3 separate regions of the Mus musculus genome follow, and regions 1 and 3 are each linked to region 2. The links are chromatin contacts, called in public promoter capture Hi-C maps. All regions are on one chromosome and are shown on one strand. Each heading gives the region's core, a stretch centred on a gene start, on an enhancer-like site or on the middle of the called end of the contact. The rest is flanking DNA. Distances are from core to core; before and after follow the strand shown.

Evidence for each region. Promoter capture Hi-C pulls out the DNA fragments that hold promoters and counts their contacts. Capture Hi-C pulls out chosen DNA fragments and counts their contacts.
Region 1: a contact with region 2 is called in a promoter capture Hi-C map of adipose tissue. The contact joins the promoter of Zfp458 here to the promoter of BC048507 in region 2. A contact is called at or near these places in 14 of 39 promoter capture datasets (the C10 cell line, the HPC-7 cell line, cranial neural crest and 10 more) and 3 of 9 other capture datasets (adipose tissue, liver and macrophages).
Region 3: a promoter capture Hi-C map of stem cell-derived epiblast-like cells shows a contact between it and region 2, with 8 times the contacts expected there. The contact joins the promoter of Zfp457 here to the promoter of BC048507 in region 2. A contact is called at or near these places in 16 of 39 promoter capture datasets (the 3T3-L1 cell line, 3T3-L1-derived adipocytes, the HPC-7 cell line and 9 more), 2 of 115 datasets of contacts at active chromatin or transcription factors (embryonic stem cells and stem cell-derived neural progenitor cells) and 1 of 9 other capture datasets (liver).

What each region holds. Positions count from the first base shown.
Region 1 is chr13:67,267,009-67,270,571 of GRCm38.p6, forward strand. It overlaps Zfp458 (zinc finger protein 458), which reads right to left and starts at 2,060. Exons shown (of 4, transcript NM_001001152.2): 1 at 2,023-2,060. The coding sequence starts at 2,028.
Region 2 is chr13:67,860,845-67,864,712 of GRCm38.p6, forward strand. It overlaps BC048507 (cDNA sequence BC048507), which reads left to right and starts at 2,482. Exons shown (of 1, transcript NM_001001185.3): 1 at 2,482-3,079. The coding sequence starts at 2,662. The coding sequence ends at 2,931.
Region 3 is chr13:67,304,149-67,307,764 of GRCm38.p6, forward strand. Zfp457 (zinc finger protein 457) reads right to left here and starts at 2,264. Exons shown (of 4, transcript NM_001003666.2): 1 at 2,202-2,264. The coding sequence starts at 2,207.

The DNA.
Region 1 (3,563 bases), core at 810-3,309, 590 kb before region 2:
GATTAACAATAAAAATGGCCATCTTATCATAAGCAATCTACAGATTCAATGCACTTCCCATTAAAACTACAACATAATTCTTAACAGACCTTGGAAAAACAATTTTCAACTTCACATGGAAAAAACAAAACAAAACTGTATACCTAAAACAATCCTGTACAATAAAATGACCATCCCTGATTTCAAGCTGTACCACAGAATAGTAAAACAAACAAACAAACAAACAAACAAACAAATAAAACAACAACCACAAATGCATGATATTGGTACAGAAACAGAGAGGTTGATGAACTGAATCAAATACAAGATCCTGAAATAAACCCATACACCTATGAACATTGATTTTTTTTTTTTACTAAGAAGACAAAAACCATCCAATGGAAAAAGAAAGCATCTTTAACAAATGGTAGCTGTCTAACTGGATGTCTGCATCTAGAAAATGTAAATAGATCCAATTTATTATCCTGCAAAAACTCAAGTCCACATGGATCAAAGACCTCAACATAAAACCAGATACACTAAGTCTAATACAAGAGGAAGTATAAAGTAGCCTTGAACACACTGGTACAGGAGACAACCTCCTGAACAGAACACCAAATAGCTCAGGCACTAAGATCAGTAACTAATAAATGGGGCCTCATGAAACTGAAAAGCTTCTGCAAGGCAAAGGTCGCTGTCAATAGGAAAAAATTGGTAGCCTACAGAAGGGGAAAAGATCTTCATCAACCCTATGCCTCATGGGGGTGGGGGGGGTGACACCCAAAAAATATAATGAACTCAAAAAGGTAGACACCAACAACCCAAATAGCCAATTTAAAAATGGGTTAAAGAGCTAAGCAGAGAATTCCTCAATAGAGGAATCTTTAATGGCCAAGAAAGACCTTTAAAAGGTCCAACATTCTTAGCCTTCAGGAAAATGCAAACCAAGGTGACTGAGATTCTACTTTACACCCAGCAGAATGGCCAAAATCAAAAACGCAAGCCACAGCACATGCTGGCAAGGATGTGAATCAGGGAGAACACGCCTCCATTGCTGGAGGGAGTGTCAAGTTGCACAACCACTATAGAAATCAATTTGGCAGCTCCTCAGATAATTGGGTATAGTTCTACCTCAAGACCCAGCTATACCACGGTCATATACCCAAAAGATGTTCCACCAAACTACAAGGCACCTTACTCAACTACATTCAGAGCAACTTCATTCATGATATCCAGAATCTGGAAACAATACAGATATCCCTCGATGAACAAATGGATAAAGAAAATGTGGTTCACTTACACAGTGAAATACTGCTCAGCTATTGAAAATAAGGATATCAAGAATTTTTCAGGCAAATGGATGGAACTAGAAAACATCATACTGTAGGCTTAGAAATTTCAAGACTTACTTAATTAGAGTTCTTGAACGCTTCAACTTTCCCTCTAGCCCACGTACCAGAGGTAAGGGGAAAGAAAGGTTAATTATTTGGATTGTGCAAACACGGGTTCATACCAATTCCAAGATTATTCTGTGGCTATACAGCCATGTATTGTGATGATTCAGGTCACAGCGGTGTCTATTAGAAATTCCTATTCAAACGGAGGCGTCCATAAATCTAACAATTCATTCCAAGGGAATAGGAACTAACATTCCACACAACAGTTGCCCTCACAAGACTTTCTGTTCCAGCACACTAGGAAATTTAGGAAGTTCTGTAAATCCCGAGAATCTGACTATAGCCATGTGATCACGGGTCAGCTAGGCAGAGCATGTTCTTCAGCAAAGTTGAGTGCGCTCCCTTCAGCATCTCAGGCACAGGCAGTCAGCAGAACCAGATTGCCCTGGCCATCCTGTTGTTTTCCAACCTTCTCCTCTTCAATCTTGTTCCCGGGGGCAGTGGCCCATCCTAGGTCAGCACAGCATCTCCAGGTCAGCAGCTTCCCCTGTCTCCCAACCAGCCTGAGTCAGCTCCCTCCGCGCCCGACCCGCCACCCTGCACAGTCCCTCTGGATCTGCAGGACGGCGTTGCTCCCTGCACCAACCTCCATGTCAGAGATCCAAGCCCAGTTCTGAGCAGGACAGTCCCCTAACTTTGGGGGAGAAGCGAGGTTTAAGAACGAACCCGGAAGTTCAATACTGACAGCCCCTTCTGGTGATGTCATAATTGTTGGGACTACATTTCCCACAAGTCAGTGCAAAGGACTTCCAGGAACACTCCAAATGGGTTTTGTGCACTGCCTGGGTACCTGCCCTACTGTGAGCAAGTGGAATTAGAAAGAAACAGTCTTCTGCACATGGGCAGCCACAGGGCATTCGGGCTTTTTTGAAGTGCTGTGGTCTCAGCATGCGATGTTAGCCTGTGAGTCGAGCCTTTCTCAGTAATGTTAATCATGCTAGTTATTTCTGCTAAAACGTGATTTTAAAGCTCAAACCTACTTATGAAATCATACTAACACATGGGAAATCATGCTTTCATGGTCTGCTTTACTTAAAAATAAGGAAGCAGGACGGTAATGTAGGACTGTGCATTTCTTTAATGAAACCACGCTTGGTGATCCCGCCTGACATGCAGCATCTCAGGTGCTTAAAACAGAAGAACAGGAAATCAGGCTGGTGAGATGGCTCAGTGGGTAAGAGCACCCGACTGCTCTTCCAAAGGTCTGGAGTTCAAATCCCAGCAACCACATGGTGGCTCACAACCATCTGTAATGAGATCTGACGCCCTCTTCTGGAGTGTCTGAAGACAGCTACAGTGTACTTACATATAATAAATAAATAATAATTAAAAAAAAAAAAAGAAGAAGAACAGGAAATCAAAACTAGTCACCACCGGGTGTTCTCTGAGCACAGGCTTTCCTCCTCCCCATCTCCCAGCAGGAGGTGCAGAGCTCCTGGGATCACACTGGTGAGTCTACTGACTCTTGGTACACTGTGCACTATAGGATTTCCCTTGTTCCCTTTGATGTTCCTTATAGAATTTCCTCTCTCCTGATCACGCCATGATTCATGTTTCAGACGATTTAAATATTTGTTATCTGTCTTGAACTTCCCTCACTTCTAAGCAGAACACTGAGATGATTCCTCCTTGAATACAAAGGTGTTAGAAATATGTCCCTACGATTGTCAAGTGAGCTCAGTGTAGTAAAGAAGCTGCATTGGGACCATGGAGTACTGAGAATGCCCATCTCTTCTTAGGAAGATTTATTGCTGGGCAGTTTGTGTTTGAGACAAAGGTACACACCCATTATAAGGAAGGCTTCATGCTTCCACGATGTATACAGATTGATGAGGAAGCTGTTTCAGTGCAGAGACTATGGGAAGTTCCTATTCAATTCTTGTATTCCAGGCAGTGTGCTAAGCCAGGGATACAGCTCCTCTTAGAGAAACTAGAGTCATCAAGCAGTATTAAACAATACCCCTAATACATTCACCTGGACACTTGATTGGCATGTCTGTTTAGAATGAACTCATGACTAGTCTGTACTCCTGAAGGCTGCAGGGAAGGGCATTGCCAGCAACCATAAGTACTGCTAGGCTTTCAATGTGTGAGTGTACTGACTGAGGGAACTGACTCACCTGAGAG
Region 2 (3,868 bases), core at 1,232-3,731:
CAACAAACTGAAGTGCCCAAGTGAGGACACCCCAGTCCCACTTGGAAGAGAGAAGAAAGCAATCACAAGTGTGGAGGGAGGGAGGGACCTGGGAAGGAAAGTGGACTGTGTGTGTGTGTGTGTGTGTGTGTGTGTGTGTGTGTGTGTGAGAGAGAGAGAGAGAGAGAGAGAGAGAGAGAGAGAGAGAAAGTCGGGCGTGGTGGTGGCACATGCCTTTAATCCCAGCACTCAGGAGGCAGAGGCAGGCAGATTTCTGAGTTCAAGGCCAGCCTGGTCTACAAAGTGAGTTCCAGGACAGCCAGGGCTATACAGAGAAATCCTGTCTCGAAAAACCAAAACAAAAAACAAACAAACAAACAAAAAAGAAGAAAGAAAGAAAAAAGAAAAAGAAAAAAAGAAGCGGAGCCTTATTGGTGAAAGTGGGTGTCTTAGTTGGAGGTTCTGTTGCTGGGAAGAAACACCATGATCAAAAAGCAAATTGGTCAGGAAAGAGCTTATTCATCTTACACTTCCACATCATAGTTTAACATTGGGGGAAGTCAGGACAGGAACTCAAGCCGGACTGGAACCTGGAGGCAGGAGCTGATGCAGAGTCCTAGGAGGGGTGCTGCTTACTGGCTTGTTGCCCCTGGTTTACTCAGCCTGATCTCTTATAGAACCCAGGACCACCTGCCAAGGGGTGGCACCACCCACAATAGTCTGAGCCCTCCCCAGTTGATCACTAATTGAGAAAATGCCTTACCATTGGATTTCATGGAGTCATTTCCTCAAATGAGGGCCCTTTCTCTCTGATGACTCTAACTTGTATCATGTTGACACACAAAAGCAGCCAGTACTGAGGTGGTGGGCCAGGAACATGAGATTTACAGGCTGGCCCTACTTCCTGTCTGTGCTCTGCTTACTGTGTGTGATGTGTACTCTGACCTGGCACTTCCTGCCACCATATCATCCCTGCCTGCTGCCTTGTCTTCCCACCATGGTGGAATAATCCTGTTGAGCTGCAAGCCAGAATAAACCCTTCCTCCTCTCGTTGCTTTTTATTAAGCATTGGGTGATAGCATTGAGAGATGTAATTAATAAGACATGTACATATTTTTCCTGGAATTCTGTGCCATAGTGAACATATTAAACATTAATAAGTGCTTAAATTGCTATTAACTCTTTGTTTTTAAATGTAAAAGTTAGAAAGGAAAAGGGGCCCAGAATGGGGAAGAGATTTGTTATTTCTGTCTGTCCTCTTCCTCTTCCTCCTCCTCTCCCTCCTCCTCCTCTTCCTCTTCTTCCTCCTCTTCCTCCTCCTCTCCTCCTCCTCCTCTTTGTTTTTGGTTTGTTTGTTTTGTTCTGTTTTGTTTCTGTTGACATAGGTTTTCTCTGTAGCCCCAGCTGTCCTAAAACTGGCTCTGTAGACCCGGCTGGCCTTGAACTCACAGAGATCCATCCACCTGCCTCTGCCTCCCAAGTACTGTGATTAGTTGAATGGGCTGCCAAAGCCAGGAAGATTGCTCTTTTCTGCTAATCAGTGGCCCCATTTACTGCTGAGAAATGATAAGAACTAAGAGCTTATAGTAGTTATAAAGTTGGGGGTATCAGGCATGAGTCACTTGCAAAGGCTCGGAAATTTTTCTTGCATATCTGTGGGTAAATCTTGCTCTCTTAACCTTGTCTGGGAACTTGCAATTAACCAGAAGCTTCAAATAAGTAAAATGGGGGGAAAAATGGTAACGTAGGTACATCCAATTCAAATTGAAATATGATCTGAATCTTTATATAATTTCATGTATTAGCCAGGGCTGTGGGCAGTGTGCGGATTTTTCTGTTGCGGGTGGTTTGAGAATGTTTTCAGCTGATGCACAGTGCCATCTTCAGGTCTGTGAACACAGCTGCGAACATGTCAGCAAGGTATGACAGCAAATGTTATGGGTTAATTGAATCTTTCAGGAATATGAACACAGAGCTCCGGCGTGTGCCCGTATTTGGAAACAGGAGCATCACAGGTATAACTAATTAAGATGAAGCCATTAGAGGTTCATCAGGTCCCGCGTGTTTAAATCAGTCTTTCTGAAGTTTCTTAGGGAAATACGCTCATTTTTCCCCCTCGTGAAATAGACACAGTGCGCCGGGCGTGGTGGCGCACGCCTTTAATCCCAGGACTCGGGAGTCTGAGTTAGAGGCTAGCCTGGTCTACAAAGTGAGTTCCAGGACAGCCAAGGATATACAGAGAAACCCCGTCTCGAAAAACCAAAAAAAAAAAAAAAAAAAAGTTTTGATTTTATTGGAGAGTAGGCCGGTTCATTTAAAATATTTCCCTCAAGCAACAGCAGTGTCTGCTGCTTCCACTGCATTTCCTCACACATGTGAATTTCTGATTCATGAAAAGCCAGGTCTCCAGGGTTCGGCTCCCCACCTCAGAGGGTCAGCGGGTAATTGTGCAGTCACAATGAGGCGGTTTCTTGCTTTTTGTGACAAAATAAACCACCTACCAAATGGCTCCTGAAGGGGTAAAGAAAAGGTAGCAAACGCATACAGTTAAATATTTAGCTAAGAGATGCGCCACGGCTTCGGCTTCAGCAGGGACCGGCTGTCTGCTGCTGCTGCTTGAGCACCGCCAGCATCTTCCCTAGGGGCACGCAGCGGCCGATTGGCCCCTGCTCCGCGGTAACCATGTGCGATCGGAAGGCAGTGATAAAAACTGTAGACATGTCGGAAGAGATGCAGCAGGACTCGGTGAGGTGTGCTATCCAGGCGCTGGAGAAGTACAGCACAGAGAAGGATATTGCGGCCCATATCAAGAAGGAGTTTGACAAGAAGTACAACCCCACCTGGCACTGCATTGTGGGCCGGAACTTCGGTAGTTACGTGACGTACGAAACCAAACACTTCGTCTACTTCTACCTGGGTCAGGTGGCCATTCTTCTCTTCAAATCTGGGTAAAAGCGTGGACTGACTGCATCCTAAATGTCAAATACCAGAGTCCGGATCTTCAGCCTTGTTAAGGGAACGCCTCGTCTGAACCTGTTGTGTTCTGTAGAGGGCCTCATTCTCTGTACAAGTTTGTGGTTATAAAATTAGTGAAACAGCTTACATTTGTATTTATTTTCTAGCCCATACTTCTGTACCCTAGTTTTTTCTCCCTTAGGTCATTCCTTTAAAAATAAATCTGGTGGAGATGCCATAAAAAAAAGAAAAAAAAAAAAAAAAGAAAAATCTTAACACGGTTGCGCATGGGAGGTGGGTGTGGCGGGGGGCGGCGGGGGGGGGGGGAGATTAAGTTCAAGAAAACAGACCAGCCCTGTTTTCCTTCCTTTTATTTATGAGTTTTGACCTTGAATAACAACTGTTGGCCTTGGAGCTATGTTTTCTCTATAAGAAATATGCATTTGTCTTTCAAATCTTTTAGGATGGTTATAAAGAGATTGAATGTAAATCCAGTGTTGTTTGTTGAAGTCTATCATAACACATGCTAATGAGATCACTCATGCCCACCGAGATAGCGTCACTGCCTGTTCAGGCCACAAGATACTTCTTATGACAAGACACTTGAGGTATCTCCATTTCAAAATATTATTAACAGGGCTGGAGAGATGGCTCGGAGCTTAAGAGCACTGGCTGCTCTTCCAGAGGTCCAGAGTTCAATTCCCAGTATCCATATGGTGGCTCAGAGTGGCTCATAAGCATCTATAGTGAGAATTGGTGCCCTCTTCTGGCCTGCTAGCATACATGCAGGAAGAATGCTGACTACACGATAAATAAATAAATAAATAATCTTTAAAAATATTATTGGCAATTTAAAATATCTTCTAGTGTGTCTTTCTTTACCCCTCCCTCCCTCCCTCCCTCCCTCCCTCCCTCCCTCCCTCCCTCCCTCCCT
Region 3 (3,616 bases), core at 1,014-3,513, 560 kb before region 2:
CCCTTGAGTTGGCTATGAAGGAGAGGATGACTTTGAATTCCAGGACTCCTGACTCCTCCTCAAAACACAGAGATGACAGAAATGAATCATAGAATATACTTAAGTTCACTCTTCAATAATTAGGCTGTTTGATTTTAAATACATATAAATAAATATTTGGTGCCTGTAAGTTATATGTGACGATGCTCATGTACTCTTTCTATATTATAAGGACTGTGTTTTGTTGCACAAGGCAGCACACAATTCCCAATTGATAAACTGTTATATGTAACATTAACTAGGAAGTGTCTATTTATTCTAGATATGGTTGCAAACTCATTGAAAATTCCAGTAGCTAGGACAAGGTGGTCTGAAGCCCATGCTTCCTGACAGTAGACTTGAATGCTGTAGGTCAGGCTCCAGCTCTGGCTCACAAACACTTGGTTTGACTGAAGAGTGATAATATAAGCAAGATCCCCTGAGATAGGGGGAGCGGCTGTGGAGGAGAAATCTTGAAACACACACACACACACACACACACACACACACACACACACACACACACACACACACTAAAATCTGTGTGTATTCTGTGAATGCAAAACTCTTGTAAGGAGTCTGTGGGTGCAGAGTCTGATGGCCCACGTGTAAGTTCACCGAGGGGCAGAGCCTGGAATTCTGCAGGTTCAGGGTTAGCTGTCTTACCTTGGGCTGGTTTTACCTTCAGGGTCAGTCCTTGCCTCACTCTATAGTGGACCACATAGCTTATGACAATAGATAAAAACCTCCCAGAATCCACTGACAAGGGAGAACATAAGTTTCTATGAATCCAAAAGCTAAAATCTCAGCAGATGGTATCTTAGGTGAATAGAATATCTCCCATATATCGTAGTACATGCTTCTATCGACTCACACCAAAGTATTTTAAATTTTCCTTGGTTAATGACATTCTTTGTTCTGTAAAACCATGAAACTGATTCCATGTTGGAGCATAGAATTTGGATTAAAGTAAATCTGTGTTCTCAGATCAAGGCTATTCAAATGGCTCTGGACTAAACTATTCTCTTAACCCTTCAGGAGGAGAACTATGCATAGACAGGAACCTATGTGAAAAATCATTAGACCCCAAATGTATAACAGCTTTCCAAATTTATATTCCAGCTGTTCCAAAGCAGTTGAAAAACTTGGGGAATTCTTCCTAAAACTATTAAAGGTGCCTCAGTAAACCTGAATGTCACATTGAGGGACAGAAAATTTAATATTTAAGACAGTTAAATTTAGGACAGTTCAGACGCTGCTGACAATGTGAAGAGACAGAAGAAAATCATGTGATAAGAAAACATAGTACAATGTACAGAGCCTGGCAGATTAGAGAGCAATGTACAGAGCCTGGCAGATTAGAGAACAATTTACAGAGCCTGGCAGATGAGCAGAGCCATTTTCCTCTTCCCTTTCAGACTTTCCAGCCCCACCCAGCAATCTCTCATCACACCAAGTCGTCTCTCATCTGAAAAGAAGTCCAAATTTGGACAGAACACATACTCAGAACCGTTGAGGTACTGCTGTCTAGCGATTTTAATTTGATGTGCAAAATCCATAATTATCTGGATTGGGCAAACATAGGTTCATACCAATTACAAGATTATTCTGTGGCTACATAGCCATGTATTGTGATGATTCAAGTCACAGAGATGTCTATTGGAAATTCCCACTCTAACCAAGGCATCCATAAATCTAACAATTCATTCCAAAGGAAAAGTAACTAACAACCCACACAACAATCACCGTCACAGGACTCTCTGTCCCTAGACACTAGGACCTTTGGGAAGCTGTGTGAGCTCAAACCAGGAGTAATCTCTAGGACATAAAGTATATGGGGCGCTAGATGTCCACGTGTTCTGTATGTCCTAAGAATCTGACAACCACCACAGGAGAACCCGTCAGCTAGGCAGAGCACGTTTCCCCAGCAAAGATGCGTGAGCTCCCGTCAGCATCTCAGGCACAGGCAGTGAGCAGACCCTGCCTGCCCTTGCCATCCTGCTGTTTCCAACCTTCTCCTCTTCAAACCTGTGCCCAGGGACAGTGGCCCAGCCTAGGTCAGCACAGCACCTCAAGGTCAGCAGCTTCCTGTCTCACAAGCCCAAGTTGGCACTCTCTGTGCCCTATCCGCCACCCTGCACAGTCCTTCAGATCTGCAAGATGGTGCTGTTCCCTGCACCAACCTCCATGGCAGAAATCCAAATGCAGCGCTCAACAGGACAGCTGCACAAATTTGAGAAGAAGCGAAGTTTGAAGAAAGAATACGGAATTTTGTTGCTGACAGCTCTTTCTGATGACGTCACAGGCGATGGGACTACATTTCCCACAAGTCAGTTGGAAGGACTTCCGGGAACCCACTGAAGAGCTTTTGTACACTGCCTGGATTACAGTCCACTGAGAGCAGCTGCACATGGGCATGCACATGGAATTTGGGCTCTTTTAAAATCCTTGGTCATGGCACGAAATGTTTGCCTGTAAGATGAGCCTTTCACAGTAATCACGTTCATCACGTTTCCATGTTATCTCTGCTACAACTCTGATCTATGTATAGAATCATTCACGAATGAAAAATTCATGCTTTCATGATCTGCTTTATTTAAGAATGTGGAAGCAGGAAGTTAATGTAGGAGTGAGCATTATCTCTTTACGATTCTATTGAAACCATCTTAGTCGCTTAAGATAGAAGAATTGGAGATCAAATCTAGTCACCAGCAGATGTTTTCTTAGTACAGGCTTTCCTGTCTCCCAAGGGGAGGGGCAGAGTTCCTGGGATCACAATGGTGTGTGTACTGACTGTCGAGCCATTGTGCACTTACAGGATTTCCCTTTGCCTTAGGTTTGATGTTTCTTATTGATTTTCCTGTCTCTGCACTGATCCTGTCATCGGTCATATTTGAAAATATTTGAACATTAGTGTTATCTGTCTTGAACTTCCCTCCCTTCTAAATAGAACACTTGAGTGTTTTCTCCTTGAATACAAAGGTATCAGATATATGTTCATATTACTGTCAAATAAGTCACTGTAATAAAGAAGTTACACTGGAAACATGCAGGATTGAGAATCCCTACCTTTTCATGGGAAGGTTTATTCCTGTGTAGTTCATACTTGAGTCAAAGTTACAAACTCCATTACAGAAAAGGCTTCATACTTCCCGGAATCCTAATGATCCAAAAGGAACCCGTTTCAGCGCAAAGACTGTGCAGAGTCCCTATTCTTTTTCAGGAGTATGTTTATCCAGAGATGCAGATCATTTGCTCACTCAGAGAAACTAGAGGCAAGGAGCAGTACGTGTGTGTACCTGTGCTTGATTGGCAAGCATCATGACTGGTCTGTCCTCCTCCTGAATGCTGCAGTGAAGGGCATTGTCAGAAGCCACAAAAGTTATTATTTCTCAGCATAGCTAGTTTTCCAATATGTGTTATGTGTTGAGGTCTGGTCTGTTGCTATGTATGTAATGCTAAATTCTATACCCGAAGATCTAAGCCTACCACAGACTTCTCACATTTACAAGGTTCTGTTGTGCAAACCTTGTTCCTTGATTTAATACTATTAGTTAAATCAAATTGGCTACAGCCAATTACTGGAGAAATTACAGGT